2 separate regions of the Mus musculus genome follow, and region 2 is linked to region 1. A link is a contact called in public Hi-C data. All regions are on one chromosome and are shown on one strand. The core of a region is the stretch at or near the end of the contact, and the rest is flanking DNA. Distances in the headings are between cores, read along the strand shown.

Evidence for each region. Hi-C and Micro-C count contacts between places; a contact is called where the count stands out from the background.
Region 2: a Hi-C map of Sertoli cells shows a contact between it and region 1, with 2.1 times the contacts expected there. The contact joins the enhancer-like site here to the promoter of Neo1 in region 1. A contact is called at or near these places in 8 of 39 promoter capture datasets (the 3T3-L1 cell line, 3T3-L1-derived adipocytes, the C10 cell line and 5 more), 3 of 484 Hi-C or Micro-C datasets (Sertoli cells, cumulus cells and nephron progenitors) and 16 of 115 datasets of contacts at active chromatin or transcription factors (astrocytes, cardiomyocytes, craniofacial prominence and 11 more).

Annotation. Positions count from the first base shown.
Region 1 is chr9:59,033,425-59,039,246 of GRCm38.p6, forward strand. Neo1 (neogenin) reads right to left here and starts at 3,017. Exons shown (of 28, transcript NM_001042752.1): 1 at 2,542-3,017. The coding sequence starts at 2,704.
Region 2 is chr9:59,156,204-59,162,025 of GRCm38.p6, forward strand. No RefSeq gene overlaps it. Among named protein-coding and RNA genes, the nearest start is that of Gm33053, 76 kb to the right of the region's middle. Within about 2 kb of position 2,203, at least 8 of the 459 cell types and tissues checked have an H3K27ac peak or open chromatin away from gene starts, as enhancers often do. A contact at or near this core is called in Sertoli cells, where this site is marked.

The DNA.
Region 1 (5,822 bases), core at 1,767-4,266:
CTGTGTGCTTACTCACTTCCCATCCTCCCCACTGCTAACCACCTTCTACCATAATCTCATTTGCTTTTTCCTCTTCTTCCACGTGTCCAAATGTCCATCCTAAGAGGGTAGAACACTCATTTGTTCTGTTCCCACACATCTATTTTTCTCTTACTACTGAATATCATCTCTCTCCTACCAAAAAAAAAAGTCAAATTTATCGTCTTCAAAATAAGCAATACTAACAAATGATATCTGATTTACAGACAGCCTGACCCAAGACTGCTGACTCAGCTCTCCATCTCCTGATCTCTTCCCACAGCTCAGGACGGAACAGATCAGCCCCTGCTCACTGCAGTGATTTTTTTTTTTTTTTTTATCATTTTTGTAATGAGACAGAGGGGTCAACAGAAAATATTTTGGAATGAAAATAAAAAGGCCTATGAGGGAGAATCAGACCTGTGCTCTAGACTCTATCCACTACTAATTAACTGTGAGCCTTCTAACTAACCTCCACCCATCACCATCTCAGATCGAGAACTCTGGCACTGACTAGGTAAATCACGCCAGCTCACACTTCCTCAAAACCTACTCTATTTTGCAGTGCTTATCACAATCACTTAACTATGTAATTCTAGCTGAGCAGCTATGGTCCCTACCTACATGCTGGACTGCCAACTCCATAAAGGCAGAGAGCAAATGTCTCCCATCTCATCATTGCAAAATAAAACCTCACTGATTGAATTCATGCTAAAGCAGACGTTAAGATCCCTTTCTAAGTGACTGCTTTAATGGGCCTCCAAGCCTGAGGAGCTGAGTTCACTCCCCAGGACCTGCATGCTGGAAAGAGTAGTGACTCCTCCGAAGATGTCCTCTGACTAGCACACAGCATGCCATGGCACAGGCACAAACACACACGCATGACAGACAGACAGACAGACAGAATAATAAAATGTAAAACAAATTTCTAAATTCTAGCATTGTTTAAGCTTTTGTTAACTTTAAAAAGTCTCTGCCAAAACTTTAAACACAAACTCCAGCTATGACCTCAAATACACATACAATCAGCTGTATATAAATTTTCATAAGAAATTTAAAAAAAAAAGAGGAACTTGTTTTCCAAAATTTATACATTTCTCTTTCCCATTCCCATGAAAAGAAACTATTCAGGTACTTACACTGAAGGTCTGAAAACTGTGCCCCAAACTTTGTACAAGATAAATGTGCAAATGCCTATCACATCAGTGATCCTAACTTAACATTAACACTCCTGTTTAGCAGCTTAAATAATATATACTAGTGTGGGTTTAAAACTGTTAACACTGGCAAGTTGTGAGCTCTATACACATACACACAAAATGCAAAATAACAAACTTTATCAGCAAATCACATTTCGAAGTGATTTTAATGATTTCATAACAATCAGAGGGAAACACGTTTTTGGTTTAGCAATTACAAGTTGCCATTGTGTCTGATCAGGTGACCTTCGTATTAAAAATCTAAATCTCCACAAAGTGAGTGAAAGTTTCTTCAAGTTATATGGCACACCACCTTAGGTAAACGAGGTTAGCAAAGCACATGTCAATTTGCTCTTCAAGAGCCGAGTGAACCCTGCTCAACTATCAGAGGCTTGGCGATGTGTCAATTGGCACCCTTAAATATGTAAGAATGCTGGTGACTCCAGGAATGCATGAAACACACAGAAAAAAAAAAGATGCTGAATATATATACACATATATGTGTATATATGTGTATGTGTGTGTGTGTGTGTGTATACACACACATATACATATATAGTCACATAGAGACAATTAGACAAATCCTTAAAAATCCGATGTCTGAAATTTTTCAGAAGTTGAGAGTGGGTTACATAGAAATATAGTTAAATCCCTAGTAAAGAGGCACTACTTCACAGAATCACTTGGAGCCGCTCTCCAAGGCGTCCACAAGGCTAAGTCAACACCACTGATCTGATCATGAAGGGGCTAGTATGCCCCTTAGCACCCCCTCTCCTGAAGACCCAGGCTCCAATCACTGAGCGAAGAGTCCCTCGAGATCCGACAGCGCTTCCCTGGACTTCAGAAGCTGGGCAACCCATGGCCGAGGGGGATGGAGGGTGAAGAGAATGAATTCAAGCCCCCTCCTCCATCCCTTCCTGAAAATTAATGAATTGGCTGTACGATTGTTTATCTAATGAGGTGTGTAGTGGCCTCTACTGGTGCTTGTGTGAGCACAAGAATGTCCCACTCTTACAAGTGGGATGAGCCTGGGGGAGGGGAAAGAGGCGAGGGGTGAACCTGCCTCCCGGTACAAAGCGCAGAACTGGACCCCAGAGCTCCGGCCCGGATCCCGGAGGCGCCCCTCCCCCGGTAGGAACCCCTCCTGCCTGCTCCGCTTTCCACCACGCGAGACCCTTTTCTCTCCAGCAACGGGAGCCGAGGAGGAAAAGTTCCCGCACGTTCCCCTCTGGATCCTAAACAACAACAAAAACCCACCGCAGCGGCCACGGGAGCCGGTGCCGCGCCCCAGCCCCCACGGCGTCCCGGGCCCGGCCCGACTTACCTGCGGACTGCGGCGGGGAGCCGCTCTTCGTGGCCGCGGCGCCGGACGCCGGGCGTCCGAGCAGCAGCAGCAGCGGCAGCAACAGCAGCAGCGGCGGTGGCGGACAGCAGCGCCGGGAGGAGGAGGTGCAGAGGAGTCGCCCGGCTTCGCGCTCCGCCGCCATCTCTACCCCACGAGTGGCGGCGGCGGCGGCGGCGATAGCGCCGCGGAGCGCTCGCGCCCTTCCCTCAGCGCGCCTCAGCCGGTCTCTGCGCCGCAGGGCTCGGCTCCAGCCCGGCCCGGCCCGGCCCGCGCGGCCCCCTCGCGCGCCCAGGGGGAAAGACTCCGGGCGCCTCCCTCCTGCAGCGGGGCGGGGAGGAGAGCAGAGGAGAATCAGTACATTCCGGCCGAGAGCCGGGGGGTGGCTCGGTCTCTCCAGGTTCCAGGCGCCGCCACCCGCCGCCGACTCGGGCTCCTCACGGTAGAGCGAGGGGGGCGGAGACCGCGGGGTGGGGGGCGGGCGCCGGAGCGCGCCGTGCCGCGCACGCTCACAGCCGCGCACGCGCGCCTCCCTCCCCACGAGCACCCTCTTCGCGCCCCGCGGCCTGCCGGGCTCCAATCCCGGCGGTCGCTTCGCGGGCAGCCGCGGCGGTGGAGCCGAGCTGGCGCAGGGGCAGGCGGCGGGCCCGCTCCCCTCCCCCCTCTGGCTCTCGGGAGACGGGCACGGGCGCGGGGCGCGCGCGCCGGGCTCTGCTGCTGCTGCTGGCGTCAGGGAAACCCCGGAGAAGCGATCCGCCTCCTTCGCCTCCCGCCTCCCGCTCCTAACCCGCGGGAGAGATTTCCCCTCACCTCCGCGGACCGCTTCAAAGGCTACGGAGACCTGAGGCAGAGCCGCACGGACTCCGGAGCTGCTCACGGAGGCCGCGAGCCTGCGCGCACCTCTCTGCCCCGGGCCTCTATATAGGGCCTCAGAGGAAACCGAATGGCCTCCGGGAGGAAACCTGGGTTCGCAGAGGGTCGGCGCACGGATTTATGTGCTCGCCAAAAACAATAGCAGGCCGCCCGGCTCTTGCTGGGGACCTGGCGCGGTTCCCGTGGGAGGGGGCCGATCGCACTGCGCCGACCTCTGGCTTCCTCTCGGGCGGTACCCGACCCGCCGGGACCGTGGTGCCCCGCGTCCCCACTGAGACACTCGGCTCCGGCTCAGACAAAGGTGCGGGGAGTCCACTCCATCGCGTGCCCAGGCCAGGACCCAACCCCGTGACTCAATCTCCCCGGGGCTAATTCTCTGCAGTCACTGCAGCCTTTTACCTAGGCCCTGGATGGTCACTTTGCAGTTTTGTACTTGAGATCCAAAGTGTCTCTCGACAGTAAACGCGGAGCACGCGGGAATTGGTTTTTCAACCTCCTGGTACTACTGAGGATCGAGCTACCCAAAGTTAGGAGAAAACAGTCTGTAGTCTGCTGGCGAGAGTGCCCATACTGTTCTACCCTGGTTCTTCACTTAGTCATGTTGGGTTGTTGATAGGAGTTGGATTTTTATTTGCCCTTCTGCGTATAGTCAATATCCAAGATGTGTCCAGCAAAAAAAGACATTTCTTTTTCTAACACACACCATGCCTTCTCTAGTCACTTGCTATTTTATCTTATTTTATTCCAAAGTTCCAAAATAAGGCATGGATTGACGTGGGGAATGAAGAGCTCAGAAACCTCATTAAAACAGTGAAATTAGGAGCCCTCCCTTCCCCTGGCTCTTTGAAACAATTGGTTTAAAAGAGCAAACACTCGCTTATTGTTTTCCACTAGGGAAACCATTTAAATATCTTGTTTTGGTTAGAGTTATTAACCAGAAAAAATATTTCCTAAATACCCCTGATGACCTGTTAAATTAGAAATAGATTACCTCCCAATTACTTCACAAGTATTTGCTTAATTAACCTTTAATAATCACATCGTTATTCAGTTTTCTGAGATAATTGATGAGAGAAGCTCTTTGGAAACTATAAATTGCCTTGCAAATGTTAATTTTGGACTATCTAAGACAGAGGGACTTTTTCATTATATTAAAATTATGTATAATGTGACTTACAAAATGAAGCTTACATTTATCTCCAATCTTGAAAAAAATAAGAGTTATAGCTAATAAAATAGCACACTGGTTTTCATGTATGACTTCTGTGAACCATCTCATTAATTTATCAGCCTACTGTATATATTGAGCTTATATTAAAAAGTTTAAAGCACTTTCTGTAAAATAGAATGACTAAATCATATATTTCTGACTTGTGATTAAATCGAAATTTTCATAAAAGCCACTCTATAATAAACCACTAATAGATGAGCTGCGGACTAAAAAAAAAGGTGCAGATTCTAAATCAATTGACGAGTTAGACTATAAAGTAACGCAGGCTCATACTTCAGATCCTTCACTTCACTTCAATGTTAATGTCCTCGTTGACAGCGCTTTCATAGAATCATTCTGAGTGATTATCCTGCCCTTTGTTTAGTAAGACATCTGAGAAAAGGGTCTTCACCTCTTTAACAAAATTTTCAACAAATACCTAAGTCCACATCTATGCTTCTTAGCAAAATATTTTTATGAAAGTCTAAGCTATAAATCTATAAAGAGATATAAAGCTGTTGCTGAAATTAACTTTTTTTTTTTTTCCTTTTCAGCGAAGTTAGAAAATGAGGCCCATTTTCAAGGAATAGTGCACAAAGAAACTGTAGAGCAAAGAAAACAGAGTTGCCATTGTATGGGAGTGTAAGTTACCAAAGTGCGGGCCAAAAATAACTAGACCAAATATTCTTGTGAAATGTATTCTAAGTATGTTTTGATATAAAAATTAAATGAAAACTTAAATCCTATGAATTGAAACCTCGGTAGGAATCTTACTCACTGAAGTAGAAGGATTATTTTTCAGCATCAGGAAGGCAAGGATTCAGCACTTTAATTACCTCCAGTAACAAACTCTGCAGCTCATTCCCTGGCTATATCTCAGTGTCCGAGGAGAAGAGAGCTAGCCCCTGAATAGCTAAGCCCAAGAGAGAACATAGCACATTTCAGCTAGGATTTCCCCATGTCTTCAGAACATGATTAACTTCTGCACAGACGTTGATATTTTTACATTTGCCCTTTACATTCCTCTAGGTGAGAATTTTTTTCTCACCTTTTCTCTTTCAAAGGCCACCTGTTCTAGGGAGCTATCTCTGATTAATTCTAATTATGAAAGATAGGTACTTATTTTTTTCCACTGACATTCTTGTCTTTTTATTGGATATTTTCTTTATTTACATTTCAA
Region 2 (5,822 bases), core at 953-3,452, 120 kb after region 1:
ATTAAAGTAGGGCTGGAGAGATGGCTCAGCAGTTAAGAGCACTGACAGCTCCTCCAGAGGTCCTGAGTTCAATTCCCAGCAACCACATGGAGGCTCACAACCATCTGTAATGGGATCTGATGCCCTCTTCTGGTGTGTTTGAGGACAGCTACAATGTAATCATATACACTAAATAAATAAATAAATCTAAAGAAAACCCAAAACTCTCACCAAAAAATTAAAGTATACAAATATATATCACAATAATATTTATGTGTACCTAGATTTGTAATTTTTATATGAAATGATGATATTGGTGATATTAAACAAAATAACTATTGCAGGTAGAGTTGCCCAAAATGGCAAGGTCTGGCAAACTTTTTTAATGTGTTAGGTTTTTTGTACTTGTCATTGTTGTTGTTGTTATTATTACTTTGCCATCCATGGTGGTGCATGTTTTTATCCCAGAACCAAGGAAACAGAGAAAGACAAAGCCCTGTGTGGGAGTCCAACCTGCTTTGCACAATGAGTTCCAATTCAGCCAGGTCGACATCGTAAAATTCCTGGCTCCAAAAAATTTTGTTATTACATTTATTTATTTGGTGGACAGTGTTGCATATCTTGGCTCACTCAGTGGAAAGAGGAAAAGGACTCCAGAAAGTTGTCCTCCAGCCTCCACACATGCTGAGGACCAAAGTCAGGCCACCAGGCTTGCCAGCAAGCACCTTCTACAGAGCCATCTCTCCAGCTCAATCTGGCAAACTTCTATCTTTCACAAATGTAGGACTACGGAAAGGACGTATCTTCATTTAGTGAGGGCATCTCAGTATCTCTTGTTTGTTTGTGAGATCGGGTCTCAAGCAGCCCAGGCTGACCTTGACCTGAAGCTGAAACTGCCCACGTGCTTGGATGGCAGGTATGTGCCGCCATGTGTGATGTCCATCTCAACATCTTTATTCACACGTACACACAAAGTCAGTGCTGTGATAATGCACTCTTAGAGAAACAAATCTGCACAAATAAAGTACATAAAATGAATTAGAACTGTTTAAGTAAACTAAAAACCTCGATGGAGTAATTTGTGAAAACTGGCTAACATTCATGATCATTAACTATGGGGATGTGTTTTGTTGCTTTGGGTTTTTGTTTTTGTTTTGTTTTGTTTTGTTTTTTTAGACAGGGTCTCACTATACTGTGCAGTCCTGGCTGTCCTGGAACTCACTTTGTAGACTAAGGGTGGCCTCAGACTCAGAGATTGGCCTGCCTCTGCCTCCCAGGTGCTTGAATGGACAGCATGCAGCACCATGCCTGATTTAGTCGCTGTGTTTTAAAAGTACTACATTGTGATAAATAGCTGCTTTCTTTTTATTTACTTATCCCTTTCTTTTAGGGCAAAACTCTCCTTGGAGAACACATTCATACTGGATTTCTGCCCAGTGTTGCTGGGTTTTTGTTTTTGTTTTTGTTTTGTTTTGCAGTTCTGTGATTCCAGGTACAACAGGGAAAAGACATTACCATTAACCCTCCTCCTTTTCCCCAGCATGCATCCACGTGGTTCTGGGAACTGACCAATCCGTACTGCATCGCATCCTCTCACTCCTACACAGGCCACAGAGTTGTCACAAACAAGACCAGTAGTAAGGCAGAGGTGATAACAGGAGGTAGAGACTGCTCAGATGAGGCAGGAACCTGCCGTACCAGTTCCTAGAACGTCCTTGCTGGAGGCCAGGACCCAGGAGAAATCTCTGTTATCTCCTAGATAAGCTCCTGTCTAGAGGCTCCTGTTACCTTACAGCTGACACTGGCAGGAGGCACCTGGACACCTGGCTGGGCCACTTGTCCTTCCCCATGCTTCACCCCAGTTTATGTCATAAGTCCTCTAAAAGGCCCCAGCTTCATGGCACCCTGTTTCCTGGGACACCCCCTCTCCTTCTCCCTCTTAAGTTGCCACCTAGATCTAGAATAAACTATTTTAGAATTAAAAATAATTTGAGAATAAGCTTTTTTCTAAAATTGAATCTCTGTGGTCTAAGAATTTCATTCTTCAAATTCCCAAGACAAGAACATGAAAGCCCTGGCTCGGGGTGGCTTTGGTGGTTGTGGGGGAGTTTCTGGGACTTTAGTTTCCTGAGAAAGACTCCATTGTTCTCCAAGACATCCCAATATTCCCATTGGGCCCATAATTACTTTCAAAGCAGTTGGTGACATCATTGGCTTCTTCAGACAGACATTGCTCTGATTCGTTAGTAGCACCTGGAATGTTGGCAATTGGCAGCAGTGCAGTGTACACAAATAATGCTCTCTAAGGAATAAGGTTGTAGGGGCTGGAGAGGTGGGTCTATAGGTAAAGTACTTGCTGCACAAACCGGAGGCCTTGAGTTCAGATTGCTAGTATCCACATAAAAGCCAGATGTAGCAGCCCACATACATCTCTGACTCCAGTTCTAGGAAGCAGACAGAAGGATCTCCAGGGCCCACTAGCCAGCTTGTCAAATTTGTGAGTCTAGGTTCCCTGAGAAGATGCTATATCCAAAAATTAGGTGGAGGGTGATAGAAGAAGACACCAGTGCCAAGCTCTGTCCCCAAACATGTGTACATGGACACACTACCATATAAATACCTCCAAAAAGCCAATTTTTATTGTTGCTATGGCACATGGTCAATCTCCCAGAATTCAGCTTTTGGTACCTTTCATATAGTTTTTTAAAATGGGAATTTTAATTTTCATGAGTCAAAGTTATAGCATGCAGGATGGCAACTGTCAGGATTGTGATATTATCATAAGTCAGTACTCAGGACCATTATTAGGTAGGCACAGGGACTACTATTGCTAGTGGATTTGGCTATAGGGAAAGATTTGGCTCCACTTTGAATACCAGGAAAAGTGGCACTAAATAACAAAGAAATAGTGGAGACTTACTAAAAGGAAACACCAGGCATAAGAAAGAGTTTGGCTTCTCTGATGGAACAGGATGCTTGTCAATCATGGGCTGGGAAGGTTAGCAAACTGACTAGACATGGAGGATGTGTATTCTGACTTAGCAGGATTCTTATTATTCAATTCTAATTAAACAATTTGGGGTTGACCAGAAGGCCAGACCTGCATAGGGTTTGGTCAAGGGGAGATTCTATGATAAAGTGTCAATCACTCCATCAAAGTGTCTGAAGCTGGTCTGAAGCTTCCAGGAAAGAACAGCCTCCTGTCTCCTAGTCCGAGTGTCCTCCTGGAGAACCTAGAGCCTCTGAGGTCTCCATGGGGAGAGGCTTGGCCTGGAAGCTAAGCCCACACAGAGAGAGCAGAGAGTAAGACCCAGTGGGGTCAGGGTGGACACTGTCTGAGCACTGGCAGACTTGCTCGAAGGCAGATACTTCTGACTTTTCCTGTTCTTGAGCCAATCTGTTGCAGGTTTTGTATAATCCAGTATGAAGTGGGTTTGCCATTTGCACCCATGAGAGGCCTAGCCATTATTAGAATGTTTTTCATAACTTTAAAAATAGACTCCTACGGATGTAAGATTTTTTTTTCACTATTATCAATTCTACCTGCAAACATTGGTGTAAACAATTTGATGACCTGAAAGGGCCACATTTCAAACCTAGATAGAGCTGCCACTATACATAAATCTCACAGGCTTGCTGTGAGGACCACAGTATAAAACTTGTTGGGGGCCAGGGTGGGGTGCGCTCTGACAGACTATCTTACAAAGACTATGTGCTGCTGCTACTGTATTTTCAAAATTAATTAATTTACTGTTAAGAAAAGCTACCAGCTGCATCTCAGTCTGTATGGTGACAGGAACACCTTGTGTTATCCTTCAATATGCAAATTGCCAGCCCTGCAGACTACTCCACCCTGAGAAAGAGGAATGATGGGACTTCTCTGCTGTGGAAAAGCCAGATGACCCAAATCCCACCCATCCTCCCCACCTCTCCAGCCCCACCCCTTCATTCACACCTACCACTCTGGCCACCCTACTTCCAACCCTCCATCCCTTCCAGTACCACCACCACCACCACCACCACCACCACCACCAACAACAACAACAACAACAACACCTCATACACACATTTTCCTTGGCATTATTTGAGTATTGAGAGACTCAATCTGAAGAAAGCAATCAGATACGGTGGGAGGCAAAGGTCCGAATTCTTCCCTCTCCGATCTGGCGCTCTTCCTCAAGAAGAGAGAGAAGACTGAAATGAAGGTACCATAAGAGTAGAAAAGGGCCAGCAGGATGCCCTGTACAGAAGCATGGCAAAGGAATCATTGCACATTTAAGATATGAGACGGGCAAGAGCCTGTTGCTTTCTGGTTGAAGTAAAAAATCCCCTCTTGCTGTAGCAGCTATATGGGAAAGAACATGACTTTCCAGCTATAGTGCTGGCTATAGTAGCCTCAGGAAAAATAACAATGATTGCTAAATGTGGTGTGTGTGTGAGAGAGAGAGAGAGGGGGGGGGAGAGAGAGAGAGAGCGCTAAATGGGGTGTGTGTGTATGTGTGTGTGTGTGTGAGAGAGAGAGAGACAGACAGACACAGACACAAACACAGAGGTAGAACTGGGTCTCTTCTCTTCTGTTCTCCACTTTACTTTTTGAGGCAGGGTTTTCTCTCACCGATCCCAGACCTGAGTGGTAGAGCTGGCTGAACAATGGCTCCAGGAATCTACCTCCTGTCTCTGCCTCCCTCCAATGGTAAGGTTACAGACACGCTACAGACAGGCCACCACACCCAGGTTCTACTGAGGATCTGAACTCACATCTTTATGATTGTGTGGCAAGCACTTACCTGACTGAACCATTGCCCAGTCCCGCCTGTGGTTATTGAAGCAGTGTGTAAAACACATCTGCACTGGCATCTCCTTCAATAATCCATCCCACCATCCCATGAGACTGGCATGAAGTCATAGATGGCAAACTTGAACAGAGATTCTACACTTTGGTCGAGACTCCAGACCTAGCATTCTCCAGTACTGTCAGCCATCACCCCGTAGGCAGTCTGATGAGGCTTTGTACCTTCCATCTGTATCCTGACCCAGTGGGGAGTCTCTCATAAACCAGCCTGCTTCCATCTTGGGCTTGAAAGCCATCTTATAGTAAAAACAATCTAGACTCACTCTTGTTTATGATTAAATCTATTTCCAACGCTTGGGCTATGCCCTACCTGGAACTTTAACTACAAATTATTCTGAACTGCCTGTTTCAGGAAGGGCAATCATGTCTTTGTTTCAGAGACCAACTTGTTACCCTTATGTTATGCTTCTATAACTACCCCCCTATTTACCTGCCAAACCCCCATTTGGAAACTCCCTACTCCCGAGCTATACAATCCCTTATCTTCCCCGTGTCCAATGCTGATCTCTTGAACCTCACCTTAGGGAGACTCAGCCTGGGTAAACGAATTAAAAAGCTTGCTTTAATTAGCTTGGTCATGATTTGGGTCGTTAGTCTTCCTCCTCTAATCTGTAGGATTAACATCTCCCTGGCACACACTTGAAGAGTGAGTATCACTAAGTGTAAGGATCTGTGCATCCAGTGGGGAGTGGAACCACAGTACCGGATAAACCAGAAGCCAGAGTCACCTTTACTTCAAGCAGCCATTCTATGCTGCAAGCCAGAGATTGGGGCCTTTGCTTAAAAGGGAGCTGACTGAAGTGTCCAGTCCCTCAGGAAACAAACCCAAAATACTTACAGCACATGAAGATTCCTAGACAATTAGAAATTTTGGTGGAGGAAGACTGGCTGTAGAGAGAAATAGTAATACATGCATACAATAGTTCCCAGTAATACATGCATACAATTGGTCTCTGGCTATTTGGACAAACCAAATTCAAATGTTTTAATA